Regions from separate parts of the Ovis aries genome. Here region 1 is linked to region 2. A link is a contact called in public Hi-C data. All regions are on one chromosome and are shown on one strand. Each heading gives the region's core, a stretch centred on a gene start, on an enhancer-like site or on the middle of the called end of the contact. The rest is flanking DNA. Distances are from core to core; before and after follow the strand shown.

The links. Hi-C and Micro-C count contacts between places; a contact is called where the count stands out from the background.
Region 1: a contact with region 2 is called in a Hi-C map of tail adipose tissue, with 6 times the contacts expected there. The contact joins the promoter of HPDL here to the promoter of HECTD3 in region 2. A contact is called at or near these places in 13 of 16 Hi-C or Micro-C datasets (blood, hypothalamus, liver and 6 more).

Annotation. Positions count from the first base shown.
Region 1 is chr1:19,962,353-19,970,183 of ARS-UI_Ramb_v3.0, reverse strand. HPDL (4-hydroxyphenylpyruvate dioxygenase like) reads right to left here and starts at 3,996. Exons shown (of 1, transcript XM_004001909.5): 1 at 2,326-3,996. The coding sequence starts at 3,732. The coding sequence ends at 2,560. MUTYH (mutY DNA glycosylase) reads left to right here. Exons shown (of 17, transcript XM_060405296.1): 13 at 1-155; 14 at 260-402; 15 at 486-638; 16 at 829-870; 17 at 1,572-1,756. The coding sequence ends at 1,703. LOC105608026 (a long non-coding RNA gene) reads left to right here and starts at 7,523. Exons shown (of 4, transcript XR_003589314.3): 1 at 7,523-7,693.
Region 2 is chr1:19,658,082-19,664,946 of ARS-UI_Ramb_v3.0, reverse strand. It overlaps HECTD3 (HECT domain E3 ubiquitin protein ligase 3), which reads left to right and starts at 3,523. Exons shown (of 21, transcript XM_015091944.3): 1 at 3,523-3,981; 2 at 4,139-4,299; 3 at 4,530-4,622; 4 at 4,702-4,837; 5 at 5,084-5,199; 6 at 5,283-5,396; 7 at 5,540-5,622; 8 at 6,066-6,231; 9 at 6,444-6,525. The coding sequence starts at 3,613. UROD (uroporphyrinogen decarboxylase) reads right to left here and starts at 920. Exons shown (of 10, transcript NM_001012341.1): 1 at 887-920; 2 at 87-199. The coding sequence starts at 906.

The sequences.
Region 1 (7,831 bases), core at 2,747-5,246, 300 kb before region 2:
CACAGAGCCCTGGGACCAAACCCTGGGAGTAACCAACTTTCCCAGAAAGGCCAGCCGCAAGCCCCCCAGGGAGGAGTGCTCTGCCATCTGTGTTCTGGAGCAGCCCAAGGCTCTTGGGGGTGCCCGCATTCTGCTGGTGCAGAGGCCCAACTCAGGTACCTGGACCCTGGGAGTGCCGTGAGGTGGCATGAGCAACAGGGAAGAAATGGAGGCAGCAGCAGCTAAGGCCCCACCCACGCCTGGCTGCCCTTCCTCTCAGGTCTGCTGGCAGGACTGTGGGAGTTCCCATCGGTGAGTGTGAATGCGGAAGCCTCAGGGCAGCATCAGCGGGAGGCCCTGCAGCAGGAACTACAGAGTTGGGTGGGGCCCCTCCCGGACATGCGCCTTCATCACCTGGGGCAGGTGAGTGAGGAGAGAAGTGCCCAGGAATGATGGCTTCTGTGGCCACATCTCCAGGTCTGTTTCAGCCTCTTGGCACCCCCTAGGTGGTCCACACCTTCTCTCACATCAAGATGACATACCAAGTATACGGTCAGGTCCTGGAAGAACACACCCCAGTGACCATTGTACCACCTGGTGCTCGCTGGCTGACCCGGGAGGACTTTCACACTGCAGCCGTCTCCACCGCCATGAAAAAGGCACTACCTTTGTTGTCTTTGTTGTGTTTTTTCCTGTTCCCTGCATGTTCTGAGTAAACCTGTTACTATGTAAACAAATGAAAAACATATCTTAAACAAAAGGGCTGGGGCATGAAGTTAAGGGTAGAATACAGAGGTTTGTCTCTTTGCGGGAAAGATGCCAGCCCTGCACTTCCCTCTTCTCATGTAGGTATTCCGCATGTATGAGGGCCAACAGCCTGGCACCTGCAAGGTGAGTCTCTTGGCCCTCACCCAGCCATCTCTCCCCAGGGCCAAATCTACAGGTTTTCAGTGAGTTAAGTGATGCATGTTTGGGTGAACAGTCTGCATGACAGAGTTCACTGGGGCAAGAGGAATAGTTTTTGACCTGAAGACCTTACAGGTAGAGAGGGGACAGGAGCAAATGATGGGGACAGTAGAGTCACAGTGTGTGAAATGTTTGTACTCAGTTTTGTGGGATATGAAGTGGGGAGCTATCATTTCTATCTGGGAGATAAGAATCAGGAATGGATGCTTGGAAGAAGCAGCTGGTAATCTAGGTCCTAGAACTAAATCATTTTCTCCAGGTTTGGAAGGAGAATCAGCAGTAAAGATATTCTTTCCTGGCCCAAGAGTTGTATGAGCCAAGGTGAAGTACCATACAGCCTGTGAGCTGTTGGATTAGTTGGAGTTGTTAGCAGGACTGGCCCAGGCCAATGAAGGCCCTGAAGGATTTTAGGTGGAGAGAGGAGTCAGATTTGGCTATTAGAAAGACTACCTCAGGCTGCCTTTTAAAGAATTGATTGATTGAAGAGTTAGACACTGGAAACAGGATGGAAGCTTTACAGTATTAAGGCTAAAATCTGAGCTAGATCAGTGGTGCGAGGGGGGGGCGAGGTGCAAGGAAGACTCTCTACTGTCACTCGCTGTTTCCTTCCTTTGTCTTCTGCACAGGGTTCCAAAAGATCCCAGGTGGCCACCCTGTCCAAACGGAAAAAGTCCAGTCCAGGCCAGCAAGTCCTGGAGAGTTTCTTTCGGCCCCACGTCCCCACTGATGCACCCAGCCTCAACACTGCAGCCCAGTGATGCCTCCACCCTGCTGAGAATCCTGTTTAATAAAATACTTAGTTTTGTAGTCATTCTGGAGGCTTCCCACCCTCTCCTGAGCCCCTTCATTCCTCACCTCTGAGGGACCCAGAAAGTGGTAGAGCTCTGTTTGGTGCTGACTTCTGTTGAGCTCCCAGCCAGCCCTGGGCAGATGGAGGAGGGGGGTGTTCTGTCCTCCTCCAACCCCAGAAAGGGAGAAGGCAGCTGCAGGGAGCCCCTGCCAGTGGCTTACATCCAGCACTCGCTGGCCAGGTCTCTGATTGGAGCTGCGTTATCACCCTAGAGCAGGTGGTTGGGCTTAGCCCTGACTCAGCCCCTCCTTCCTGCAGTGGCTTCTCCCTAGGGAGCAGGGAAGCACAGAGGAGAATTTATTTTGCCTTAGACTCCTGTGCTCAGTGACTCTTTGGCGACCCCATGGACTGTAGCCCACCAGGCTCCTCTATTCATGGAATTTTCTAGGCAAAAATGCTGGAGTGGGTTGCGATGTAGATCATTTGTTTAGGGGTACATTACATATGGAGCGACACTGCAGGAAAACAAGTTTTTAATCATAATATTGGAGGTGTGGTGGAGAGAAATGAGGTCAGAAAGACAAGGAGGATTCAGAAATACTGATTATGTTTAATTTCCTAATCATATAATTCTGCTATTCTTTACACTTTGCCTATATATTAGATACAGACAATATGAGAAATACTTCACAGTTTAAAAAATCCCACCTCTCTGGACCCCTGTGAGAGTTTCAGCTTCTGGCAGGTACTGATGAGATGGAAGCCCCTAAAGACAAAAGCATTTACTCCAGGCCTCTGTGAATGTCCCTCAGTTCCAGCAGGCCCTATGCTGAACTTTCCAATGCGCCGGGACAGCCAGCTGCATCCAGCTTGGGCCCTTTGCAGGCTTCTTGGACCCTGGCAGCTTGCTCCTGCACAGACTGCCACAGGGCCCGAATGTTGCCCTCACCAAAGCCAGTGGCCCCCTGTCTCTGGATCAGCTCCAGGAAGAAAGTGTCCTCCGCAAACAGGGACTTGGTGAAGACCTGAAGCAGAAACTCTCCTCTGTCACCATCTAGCAAGACTCCCTGTTGGGCCAGCAGGTTAGGCTCCTGCCCTGCAGCCAGGATCTGCTCCTCCTTGCCTGGCTGCTGGTAGTAGGCCTTAGGAGGAGTCAGAAGCTGACCCCCAGCCCCTGCCACCCCTTCAATGGCTTCCTTGATACTGGGTGTGTACAGCCCTACGTGCTGCAATCCAGGCCCCCTGTTCCGGGCCAGAAACTGCTCCACCTGGTCCTGTCCGCTGGTGGCCCTTGGCAGGGACTCTGCCAGCACAAGGGTGGGGACAGCGCAGCCGACAGGGCCCTGCAGAGCGGTGAGCCTTAGCCCGCCAAGCCCAGACCCTGCTGGCACCTCCAGGCCCAGCTCTGGATCCTCATCTGGACTCAGTGGCAGGTGGTGAAAGCCTAGACAGTCGTGGAACCAGTGCATCAGTTTTGGGGAGCTGCTGGGGTTGCAGGCCAAGGTCAGGTGATCCACGTGGCTGAACCAGCCAGGGCCGGGTGCCGAGGGTACAGGACTAAAGCCAGGCAGGAAGGGCCCACTGAAGCCAGTGCGCTCCAGCAGAGTCAGGCTGAGGTTGCCTGCCGGCGAGCTGACCACGGCATAGGTGGCAGCGCCCTGCTCATCTCGCACGCTGACAGGGGGCACCGGCACGCTGCAGCCCAGCGCCGCCAGCGCCCGGGCGGCAGCACCCGCGTCGGCCACGTCGAAGCACAGGTTTGTGGCGCTGGGTATCCCATGATGCGGGTCCAGGCCATACAGCGGCTCTCTGGGGCCCGCGCCCTCATTCACCAAAAAGACAGCGTCGCCGCTGCTCAGAGCCAGTTGCCTCCAGCCGTCTGCTTCCCGCACTGCCAAAGGCTGAAAGCCAAAGAGGCGCTGCAGATCCCGGGCGAGGGGTAGCCCTGCCGGCACGTGGAAGGCAATATGACACAGACGGCGGACGGGCGCGGCCATAGCGGTCTGGATGGCGACCCTGGCCTGTCCTTTCCCTGGGGATGCTCACTTGTTCAGGACTCCGAGACGCTCAGTCTTGTCGTTGAAAGCCTGTGGAGTCCAATTTTGCCCGCAAAGCACCTTCCTCGATCTTTTTCTGGCAGAGGCCGCAGACGGACCCCCTTGGGGGCTTGCAGTTCGTGCTTCCGAGCTACCGCAAACTGGAGCTGCCTGGGGACCACCAAGTCTGAGCTGCGGCTTTTGAGAACCACGTGGAAGCAAGGCAGGGAAGGGGCGGGAGAAGGGGCGGAGCCAGTGACTGCAGCTGCCATGCTCCACCTTCTGCTCAGCCTGTGTCGCTGACGGTAACCCGGGGACACAGGACTGCCCCCTCCCACGGCCTCTGGCTGGGCCTCACCCTTGAGCACTGACCTTCCCATGGCCTCTGTCTGGGCCACACACCCTTGGGCACTGATTCTCCCTTCCCCCAACTCTCGAGATCACAATAGCTGCCTTCACTAGATTCCAGGCATTGGGCTCCCATTCATGTTCCAACCTCAGAGCAAAGGGAATCAGCTCTAGTTGGGGGGAAAGCCCGGATTTTCTCCCTACAAGCACGGAATTTCTTAGCAATTTTCCTGCTTTAGCTTAAAATATTTGGAGAATTTTGCTTTTAAGTCTTAATGTTCCTAACACTTAAAATGCTTTAAGTTACAAATTTTCACTCTTTCTCCAAAGTCGTGCAGAGAAATTTATGTTATAGGAAGATAGACCATTTATATAGCTCCTAATGTAGCCACACGTTCCAGGAAACAAACTCACTCAGAAGGACAATGCAGATAGTGGGGTGCAGTTTATTACACCGGCGGCCCCAAGGCAGAGTCTCCTCTTAGCCAAGGACCCCGACCAGCATATGCGAAAATCTTTTATACCCCATGTATATGTGTCTGAACCCACCACTCCAAATTCCTTGAAACTTACATAAACCAAGGAAAATACAATCCCAATAACCCCATCATTCACGTGCTGTGTGCTCACATGCTCAAACAGTCAAACAATTAGCCAATAATCAATAAACCCGAGGTTACACTCCGATTGATACAGAAAAATTTATGGCCTGGATGGAGGAAGGGGGTGATTAGTGTATGTTTTCTCTTAGGCAAAGAGTAACCTAGATATGATCTTCAAGGTTCCCCTGTCTGGAGCGGGTCTTATCCTTCTGTTGTTGTTTTCATAGGCACTAAACACAGAGTTCAGAGTCCATTGGAAAGGCGGCTGAGCATGATCAGCATGACCAGGCCTAAGATGGAGTCCAGGCCCTATGAATTCCTTCTTCACTACATGCATCTATCTTTTGGGAAATCTCTCAGTTCCACCTCTTTTTTCAACCCCACTTCTCTCTTAATATGGTTTACCCTCCTTGTCCTAAACAAGATTTAGAGGGAAAAACAAAAAACAGTGGCTCAGGATCTGAAAGGAATAGCTGCATGGGTGTCCTTTCTCACCCTCCTGACTCTATTGAAAGAAAAGTGAAAGTCACTCAGTTGTGTCCAACTCTTTGAGATCCCATGGAATAGTCCATAGAATTCTCCAGGCCAGAATATTGGAGCGGGTAGCTGTTCCCTTCTCCAGGGGATCTTCCCAACCCAGGGATCGAACCCAGGTCTCCTAAATTGCAGGTGGATTCTTTACCAGCTGAACCACCAGGAAAGCCTTAGGATTGAACAAGCCCTCCCTGCTGTTTGCAGTTTCTTGATTGGGTACTGGGCCAGAGAAGCTTAGTGGGGGCACTTCTGGTCTTGTCATTCAGAACAGTGTGAGATCCCTGGGTTCAGGAAATTAGGACTCTTTCGGAACTTCACTGGTAGCTGTTGAAGGGATTGGAAGGACATTCCAAGAAGGGCAGATGGCATAAGCAAAAGCTCAGTGAGGAGTGTGAGACAAGCCCTCAGGGGACCCACGGAGCATAAGGTTGGGGAGATAGTGGGACGGATGCTATGGTCTGAGGCATTGTAAAAGAGACTCCTTTATCAGGCAGCCTGGTGTGACAACTTATTATTGAGTTTCACTGGCAAGAGGAAGAAGGATGCAACAAGGAGACAGGGCTTAGCAAAAGGCCTGGCTGAGTGTTCAGGCCTACAGTCAGTAAGTCAGTACCTGGATGCTGGTCATTAGCGGTGAAAAGCACTTTGTGCTACTCCACACACCAGTGATTTTGAGAACATGGGCTCCAGAAGCCATTAAGACCTGGTATTAAAATTCACCTCCAATTCTGACTAGCACTTGTATAACTTCGGGCAAGTTGCTTAACCTCTCTGAGCCTTAATTTCTTCATCTGTAAAAATAGGAATAATAATAGTACCTAGTCCATGGGATTGTTATGATTAAAAGAAATAGTATATGGTATAATACATGGATGAAGCACAAGCTGGAATCAAGATTGCCAGGATAAATATTAACAACCTCAGATACGCAGATGACACCACTCTTACACCAGAAAGTGAAGAACTAAAGAGCCTCTTGATGAAAGTGAAAGAGGAGAGGGAAAAAGTTGGCTTAAAGCTCAACATTCAGAAAACTAAGATCATGGCATCCAGTCCCATTACTTCATGGCAGATAGATGGGGAAACAGTGGCAACAGTGGCTGACTTTATTTTTCTGGGCTCCGAAATCACTGCAGGTGGTGACTGCAGCCATGAAATTAAAAGACGCTTACTCCTTGAAAGGAAAGTTATAACCAACCTAGATAGCATATTAAAAAGCAGAGACATTACTTTACCAACAAAGGTCCATCTAGTCAAGGCTATGGTTTTTTCTAGTGGTCATGTATGGATGTGAGAGTTGGACTATAGAGAAAGCTGAGTGCTGAAGAACTGATGCTTTTGAACTTCAGTGTTGGAGAAGACTCTTGAGAGTCCCTTGGACTGCAAGGAGATCCAACCAGTCCATCCTAAGGAGATCAGTCCTGGGTGTTCATTGGAAGGACTGATGTTGAAGCTCAAACTCCAATACTTTGGCCACCTGATGTGAAGAGCTGACTCATTGGAAAAGACCCTGATGCTGGGAAAGATTGAGGGCAGGAGAAGAGGACGGCAGAGGAAGAGATGGTTGGATGGCATCACCGACTCAATGGACATGGGTTTGGGTGAACTCCGGGAGTTGGTGATGGACAGGGAGGCCTGGCGTGCTGCGGCTCATGGAGTCGCAGAGTCGGAAAGGATGAGCGACTGAACTGACTGACTGGGGCTACTGATGCTGAGGGTGGAGACCTGAGCAAAGCGGCCTGTAGTACGCGAGGGCGCGTGGTCCGAGAGGTGAGGTAGTGATGCCACGCCTAACACATCTGCCGTCTACAACGACAAGGTCAGAAGAGGTCGAGGTGAGGGGTGTGGAGGGCCAAGAGGTCGAATTCGTGGAGCGCTCAGTCTAGGAAGCCGGCTACCCGAGATGCCCTCTGCCTCAGAGGAAATTCGGTTCCTCAGCAGCCTCCAGCTCTTTCCCCCACCGCTTCCCCTCCCACTTTTCGCCTCTTTCCACAGGAGAGCTCTCACCGTTCAAGCCCCTCCCACCCCTCTCCTCCCCGCTCCCCACCCCTCCCGCCTTCCTCTCCTCCCCCCTCCCCTCCCGCCTCGCCCTCCTCTCCTCACCCCCCTCCCCACTCTCCTCCCGCCTCCTCCCCGCCTCTCCCCCGCCCCGCCCTCCTCTCCCCACCCCCCACCACCGCCCTTCCATGATGGCGCCCCACTCCGCCCTTCCTGGAGCCGGCTCCTCCCAAGCTCCGGACTTACTCTCTTCCTCAGAAACGCGCTCTGGGAAGGTCCCGCCTTTCAGGCGGCGCCTCTTCCGGGCCCCGACCCTTTCAAGGAGGCTCCCTGTGTGGCTCCCTCCTTTCTGGCTTTGCCCTCGCCCTTCTTCCACGTGATCCCGTTCTCCTTGAGTTCTTGACTTTTTATAAGGAGTGACCTGGAAGACCGTAAAGAAGGTGACTTTGTGCGTGTGTTTGTGTGTGGTAAAATACACATAATATTTACCATGTTCCATTTTTAAGGTATAGTTCAATGGCATTGAGTACATTCGTGTTGTGCACCCAGCCCCTCTTCCAAGTACAGAACCCTTTTCC
Region 2 (6,865 bases), core at 2,274-4,773:
AGGGAACCTCCAAGAGCCCTTCTCTGCCCCTCCAAAACTTTTCACTCTCCAGAGTTTTACCTAGACTCCGAGGCCCTGACCCTGACCTGGTAAGTAGCGTCCTGCCTGCCGCATGCACCAAACAGGAGTGTAGTCTGTTTCTTCTCCCCAGGCTGCTCGCAGGAAGGTGTCATTCTTAAGTTCCGGAAAACCCTGAGGTCTGGGGATCAAGAGGAGGGAAGGGTAGGTCTCAGTAAACTAGGCTGGGGGTTGGGCAGGGCTTGGGTTCTAAAGGCGGATACAGTCCATCCAGCACCGCTATCTGCCTTCTCCAGACCAGCTACCAAGCTGCGCCTCCCCGCCGATTCTGCCCTCTCTCTGCCTATCAGGTGGTGTACAGGACTAGAAGGGCCGGTGCTGGGGCCTTTACCCTACGCATAGTCCCAGTTTCCCCAGCCTCCCCAGTTTTCCCCTTCCCACTGGCAGGACTAGGAGAGTGGGGGTGAGGAGACGAAAACTCACTTAGGAGAACTGGTGGGGGGAGAGCATGTCTCTCGAACAAGGGTATCCATGGGCTAGTTCCAGGGCTGGAAGGTTTTGGGGCTGAAAAATCTCCAGGCGGGGGCGGGTAGTCATGGGGGAATCAGAGATGGAAGTCCGAAATGGGGATCTTAGTTGAGGATTAGAAAGTCCTGGGGGCGTATCCTAAATTAAGGTCTGGGGTACGCAGTCCAGCTAGGTAGTCCCTGGGATGAATATTTTAAGAATCCATGGTTGGAGGATTTGGAATCCCAGCGACTTGGGTTCTCCGGACTGGGGAAGAAGGGTATAGGAACAGATTCCTAGGCTGGAAGATTCAGGTCAGAAGCCCCTATGACCACACTGCGTGGTGGTCCAGGGAACTCACCTAGACTCTTTCGCCTCCATGATAAGCTGTCGGTAAACGCGAGCACAGTCCCCGTTATAGACTGAATCTGAGCCTGCCCTCTGCCCAGGCTCCGCCTCTTCCAGGGATGAACCAGGGCAGTCGCCATATTGAAGGTCACATGATCAGACTCCCGCTACCGCTCCTGGGCTGCCCCAGCGGCTGCCGGTAGGACCCCACCCCTAGTCTCTTCACCGTAAAGTCAGCTGTAGCGACGCAACAACAAACACACATCCATCCCCACCCCCCGAAAGAACTTTGCTGTAAATACACTTTGCATGGTGTGAGGAGTTTGCTCTCCTCTGACGGCCTGGGAATCCCAGAAAACTCGGCCCAAGGCTCACTTTTCACTCCCACTCTCCACGATTCTAATAATTTTATGCCGGGCTCAACCAGCCACAACTGTGGTAGAACAAAGTTGTACAGGAAACTGAAATAATTAAATATTACCTAGAAAGAGGCGGGCACTATAGTAGGTGCAAAGGTTACAGTAGTGAACACGGCATTTTCTTCCTCTAAGGAGCTACAGACTGATGAGGAAACAGAAATCAGCAATCACAATGGTAAATGTTTTAAAAGGAAAAAGCTAGACGCAAGTAGCAAGGACTCCATTTAATTGGGGAAGGCAATGGGATATTACAAGCAAAGGAAACAGCATGTGCAAAGAGAAGATGCAAAACAGCAATTGGGTTAATGGAAAACAGGATATCAAGCTAGTGGATTTAAATAATCTGGAACTATCCACAGAGTTCAGCTCATGCAGGCCTTTGTTAAATGCACGTATTCACTTTATCTTGTAGTAGTGTGACAGGGTACAAATAGCTTGGAGAAATCAGAAGAGAGGCACTGTGTTCCCAACTTACTGAGAAAAAAGTGGAAAACTCTCAAAATTACATGGGATTATTTATTTCCTGATACCTTTATTTGATAACTACATCAAAACAAAGTTTCCACCCAAGTGTCCCTCAACAATGAATGGATAAACAAAATGTAGTGTATTTATACAATGGAACATTATTCAGCCATAAAAATAAAATCCTGATACATGCAACAACATTGTTGTAACATTATGCTGAGTGAAATAAGACACAAAATGGCAAATACTGTATCATTCCACTTACATGAAATATCTAGAATAGGCAAATTCATAGAGGCAAAAAGTAGATTAGAGCTTTAGCAGATTAGTCCCCAGGGACTAGGGAGTGGGGACAAGGAGGAGTTATTGCTTAAGGATACAGAGTTTCCTGTTTGGGGTGACAAAAAAGTTTTGGAAATAGATAATTGTACACTTTAAAAAAACGGCCAAGATTGCAAAATTTGTTATTATTTACTATTAAAAATTTATGTTATATTTAAAAAACAGTGATTTGTACACTTTATATGATATGAGTTACATCTCAGTAAACTTTTCAATAAACAAGGGTGGGGGTGGGACAAATTTTCCTTTTCCTCCGTGATTATACATCACTCAGTTCAGTTCAGTCGCTCAGTCCGACTCTTTGAGACCCCATGAATCGCAGCACGCCAGGCCTCCCTGTCCATCACCAACACTAGACAGCATATTAAAAAGCAGAGACATTACTTTGCCAATAAAGGTCCGTTTAGTCAAGGCTATGGTTTTTCCAGTGGTCATGTATGGACATGAGAGTTGGACTGTGAAGAAAGCTGAGCACCGAAGAATTGATGCTTTTGAACTGTGGTGTTGGAGAAGACTCTTGCAGTCCCTTGGACTGCAAGGAGATCCAACCAGTCCATTCTAAAGGAGATCAGTCCTGGGTGTTCATTGGAAGGACTGATGCTGAAGCTGAAGCTCCAATACTTTGGCCACCTCATGCAAAGAGTTGACTCATTGGGAAAGACCCTGATGCTGGCCTCCCAGCATCAGGAGGAGATGGGGCAGGAGCATTGGGGGCAGGAGGAGAAGGGGACGAAAGAGGATGAGATGGCTGGATGGCATCACCGACTCGATAGACATGAGTTTGGATGAACTCCAGGTGTTGGTGATGGACAGGGAGGCCTGGCATGCTGCGATTCATGGGGTCACAGGGAGTCGGACACGACTGAACGACTGAACTAAACAACTTCTGTACGTGGTTTGTTTGTTTTTGCCTCCTCTTTTGCCACGTTGGCCTTTCCTCTCATTTGGTTTAGGATTACTGGGAGAAACTGGATAATGATCCCCAGTGCCCTGAGGTTAAGAGTAACCACTAGGAACAAGTCTAAATGACTCAAGAGTCCCATCAGCAGCCAGGCTGGGGAGGGATCATTTTCCCAAACATTTTAGTCACACTCGTCCTAGGATGGGAAACCTGACAGGATAGCTAACACATTCAGTTGGTTGTAGTGAGGCTCACTGGGAGCAGGGAAGCTCCAGGAGGTCGAAGGAATAGCGTTTCGGGCTCGGGCTCGATAGGATGGATGGTGGCTTAAAGGAGAGCAGTAGCAATGGGAATGGAGTGGGGAGATTGATCAGGTAGAAACTTCGGAACTTGGGTCTGGCTGACTGAGTGGAAGGCACAGAAATAAATAACAGGATTTAGTACCCAAGTACACAGAACAATACGGCGACACATGAGGTGCGCTTAGTCCAGAACTTACGGCGAAGGCTGGTCGAGGGCGGGGCTAAAGGTGGTGGGAAGCTCTGTCTGCTGGTTCTGCCGAATCTCCTGCGCCCGGATCGCCCCGGGGCTTCCCTGGGCCATACCGCCATGGCTGGCCCGGGTCCGGGCGCGGCGCTAGAGTCCCCGCGACAGCTGCTGGGCCGTGTACGCTTTCTGGCGGAGGCAGCGAAGAGCCTCCGTGCCGGGCGGCCGCTGCCGGCGGCGCTAGCTTTCGTGCCGCGCGAGGTGCTCTACAAGCTTTACAAGGACCCGGCGGGACCGTCGCGCGTGCTGCTGCCGGTGTGGGAGGCGGAAGGCCTGGGGCTGCGTGTGGGAGCCACGGGCCCGGCCCCCGGTACCGGCTCTGGGGCCCTCCGCGCGGCCCGCGACAGCATCGAGCTGCGGCGCGGCGCTTGCGTGCGCACCACAGGCGAAGAGCTGTGCAACGGCCACGGGCTCTGGGTGAAGCTGACCAAGGTGCAAAAGACCCCGGGGCCAGGGAAGCCCCTGGCTGTTCCCCACCCCACCCCCCATATCGAGCTGACTTAGCGTCCGGTGCCCTTCGCCCTGGGCTGGGCAGGGCGGGCCGCTGGCAGTTCCCTGACGGCTGTCCTCGTCTGGTGCGTCCCGGCAGGAGCAGCTGGCGGAACACCTGGGCGACTGCGGGCTGGACGAAGGCTGGCTCCTGGTGTGCCGCCCAGCCGAGGGCGGGGCCCGCCTGGTACCCATCGACACTCCAGACCACCTCCAGCGGCAGCAGCAGCTCTTCGGAGTGGACTACCGCCCGGTGCTCAGGTCCTGCGCTGGGATGGGTGGGGCTGCTGGCCGACTGCCAGGCCCTAGACTGGCACAGCCCGGGCGGTGTGATCTGATAGGATTGACAGCAAAAAGGGCGGGACCTAAAGGGAGCTGGGGTGGGGCTTCTGGAGGCATGGTTTAGAGGAGCCAGAGCGCTGGAGAAGGCTCCAGGGTCTTCTGCCGCCCGCTGAGGTCTCCATATCCCGTTCCCCATTCTGCGCGCACAGATGGGAACAGGTGGTGGACTTGACATACTCACATCGCCTGGGATCAAGGCCTCAGCCGGCCGAGGCATACACTGAAGCTGTACAAAGGCTACTGTGAGTAAGCTGGGATGGGCTGGGGAGGAAGGAGCTCCAGGTCTGGGCCCGACCTAATTAGGGACTTGGGGTCGCTTAGCTATGTGCCCCCGACGTGGACCTACGAGTGCGACGAGGACCTGATCCACTTCTTGTACGACCACCTGGGCAAGGAGGATGAGAACCTGGGTAGCGTGAAGCAGTATGTGGAGAGCATAGACGTTTCCTCCTACACGGTGGGTGCTGGGACTCCTCCCACCCCAAGCAAGATGTAGTAACATCCTGCTAGATTCAGAACTCTTACCTCTAAGCCACAGCCAAACCTGAATCCCCACAGGCCAGACTCAGTCCACCCCCCCAGTCTTGGAAGTCCTATAGGAATCCCTCGACACTTCCACCCTTACCAGATGGATTTCCAGCTCAGCTCCACTGTGCTTTCTCTCTTGTGCTCCCTGGCCCATCCACCTCTCTACCCTCCCCAGGAGGAGTTCAATGTGTCCTGCCTGACAGACAGCAACGCGGACACGTACTGGGAGAGCGATGGGTCCCAGTGCCAGCACTGGGTACGGCTGACCATGAAAAAGGGCACCATTGTCAAGTGAGTGGGCTCTGAACACAACAGGGTGGGTGAGCCACGTACCTGTGAGTGTAAAGACACATGTGCACCCTCTTAACCCTCAGGAAACTACTACTGACGGTGGATACCACAGATGACAACTTTATGCCTAAGCGGGTGGTGGTCTATGGGGGTGAAGGGGACAACCTGAAGAAGCTGAGTGACGTGAGCATTGACGAGTGAGTGAGCTGATCTGGGCTGGGAGGTGGGACATGATCCTGGCAGCAGGATCTGACCCAGCTTGGAGGCGTAAGGTGGACTGTGACCCCAGCAACCCCTGAAGACAAGGGGTTTCCAAAGTTCCCCATGTTCATCCCCTCAGGACCTTGATCGGGGACGTCTGTGTCCTGGAGGACATGACTGTCCACCTCCCAATCATCGAGATCCGCATCGTCGAGTGCCGAGGTGGGGCTTAAGGCCATAAGGAGGGAAAGGGAGCCCCAGCATGTAGATGGGGGTTAGCTGGCAGTGAGTGTGGAGTGAAGGAGATGGACTTGGAGTTGGGATAAAGGTGACAGCTGAACTAACGCCAAGATCTGAAGCTTTGGGGCCCAAGCCAACGGGATGGTGCCGGGTATAAGCCTGCCTTAAAGCCATAGAAGTGCTTGGGCTCACCTGGAAGAGGAATGGAGTTGGGACCTTCAGGCATCCCCATATTATAGTGGTGGACGGAGGAACTAGCACAGAATATAATCGTCAGAATCGGGCGATAGAAGGGGATCCCAAAGGTCCCGAGTTTCTAGGGGCAAAGGGTGACACAAGGCTGAGCACTGAAGAGCCATTCTCAGGTCCCGGGGCCAAAGAGGCAGCAGGCGCCGTAAGTGAGCTCACTCTGACTCTTCCCCCAGATGACGGGATTGATGTGCGTCTTCGAGGGGTCAAGATCAAGTCTTCTAGACAGCGAGAATTAGGGCTAAATGCAGACCTGTTTCAGCCCACCAATCTCGTGCGATACCCACGCCTAGAAGGCACTGACCCGGAAGTACTGTACCGCAGAGCTGTTCTCCTGCAGAGGTGGCTGTGGTCCTGGGCCAGTTAGTCCCTCCCCTGACCCCCCATCCTGAGCCTTTTGTCTGTGTGGAAGAGATCTTACATTGTATGCTATTCCACTTCAAGAGGCAGAGAGCCCCTGGGCCCTGCCTTCTCCTGTCCCTGTGTGTTGGGGGTGGTGAGTGGGTCTTACATCTATGACTTCAGCCACAATTATCTTTACCCAACCTCCCCAGATTCATAAAGATCTTAGACAGCGTCCTGCACCACCTGGTACCTGCCTGGGACCACACGCTGGGCACCTTTAGTGAGATTAAGGTGAGCCTGACTCACTCAGTGCTGGCCTTGGCAGTGGGCACCCCTTTCTGCAGTTGTTCACGCTTCATCAGAAAGTTCTTAGATCTACTCTAGGCCTAGACTTTTGCTAGGCTCTGGGAACATAGGAAGAAAGACACAAATAATCAAAATTTAGTGTTTAGGGTCCTATTTCCCAGAGAGTATGTGACATGCACAAAGCTTGGGGAGGAGAGGTGACAGCATGGACAGGGCAGGCTGTATGAAAGGTGCCCACTGGGAGTTCCTAGCTGCTCAGGATGACTTGAGAGAAGCATAGCCATAGATGTGAGTGTGACATGGGATGAGGCAGGAGGAGGTGGGC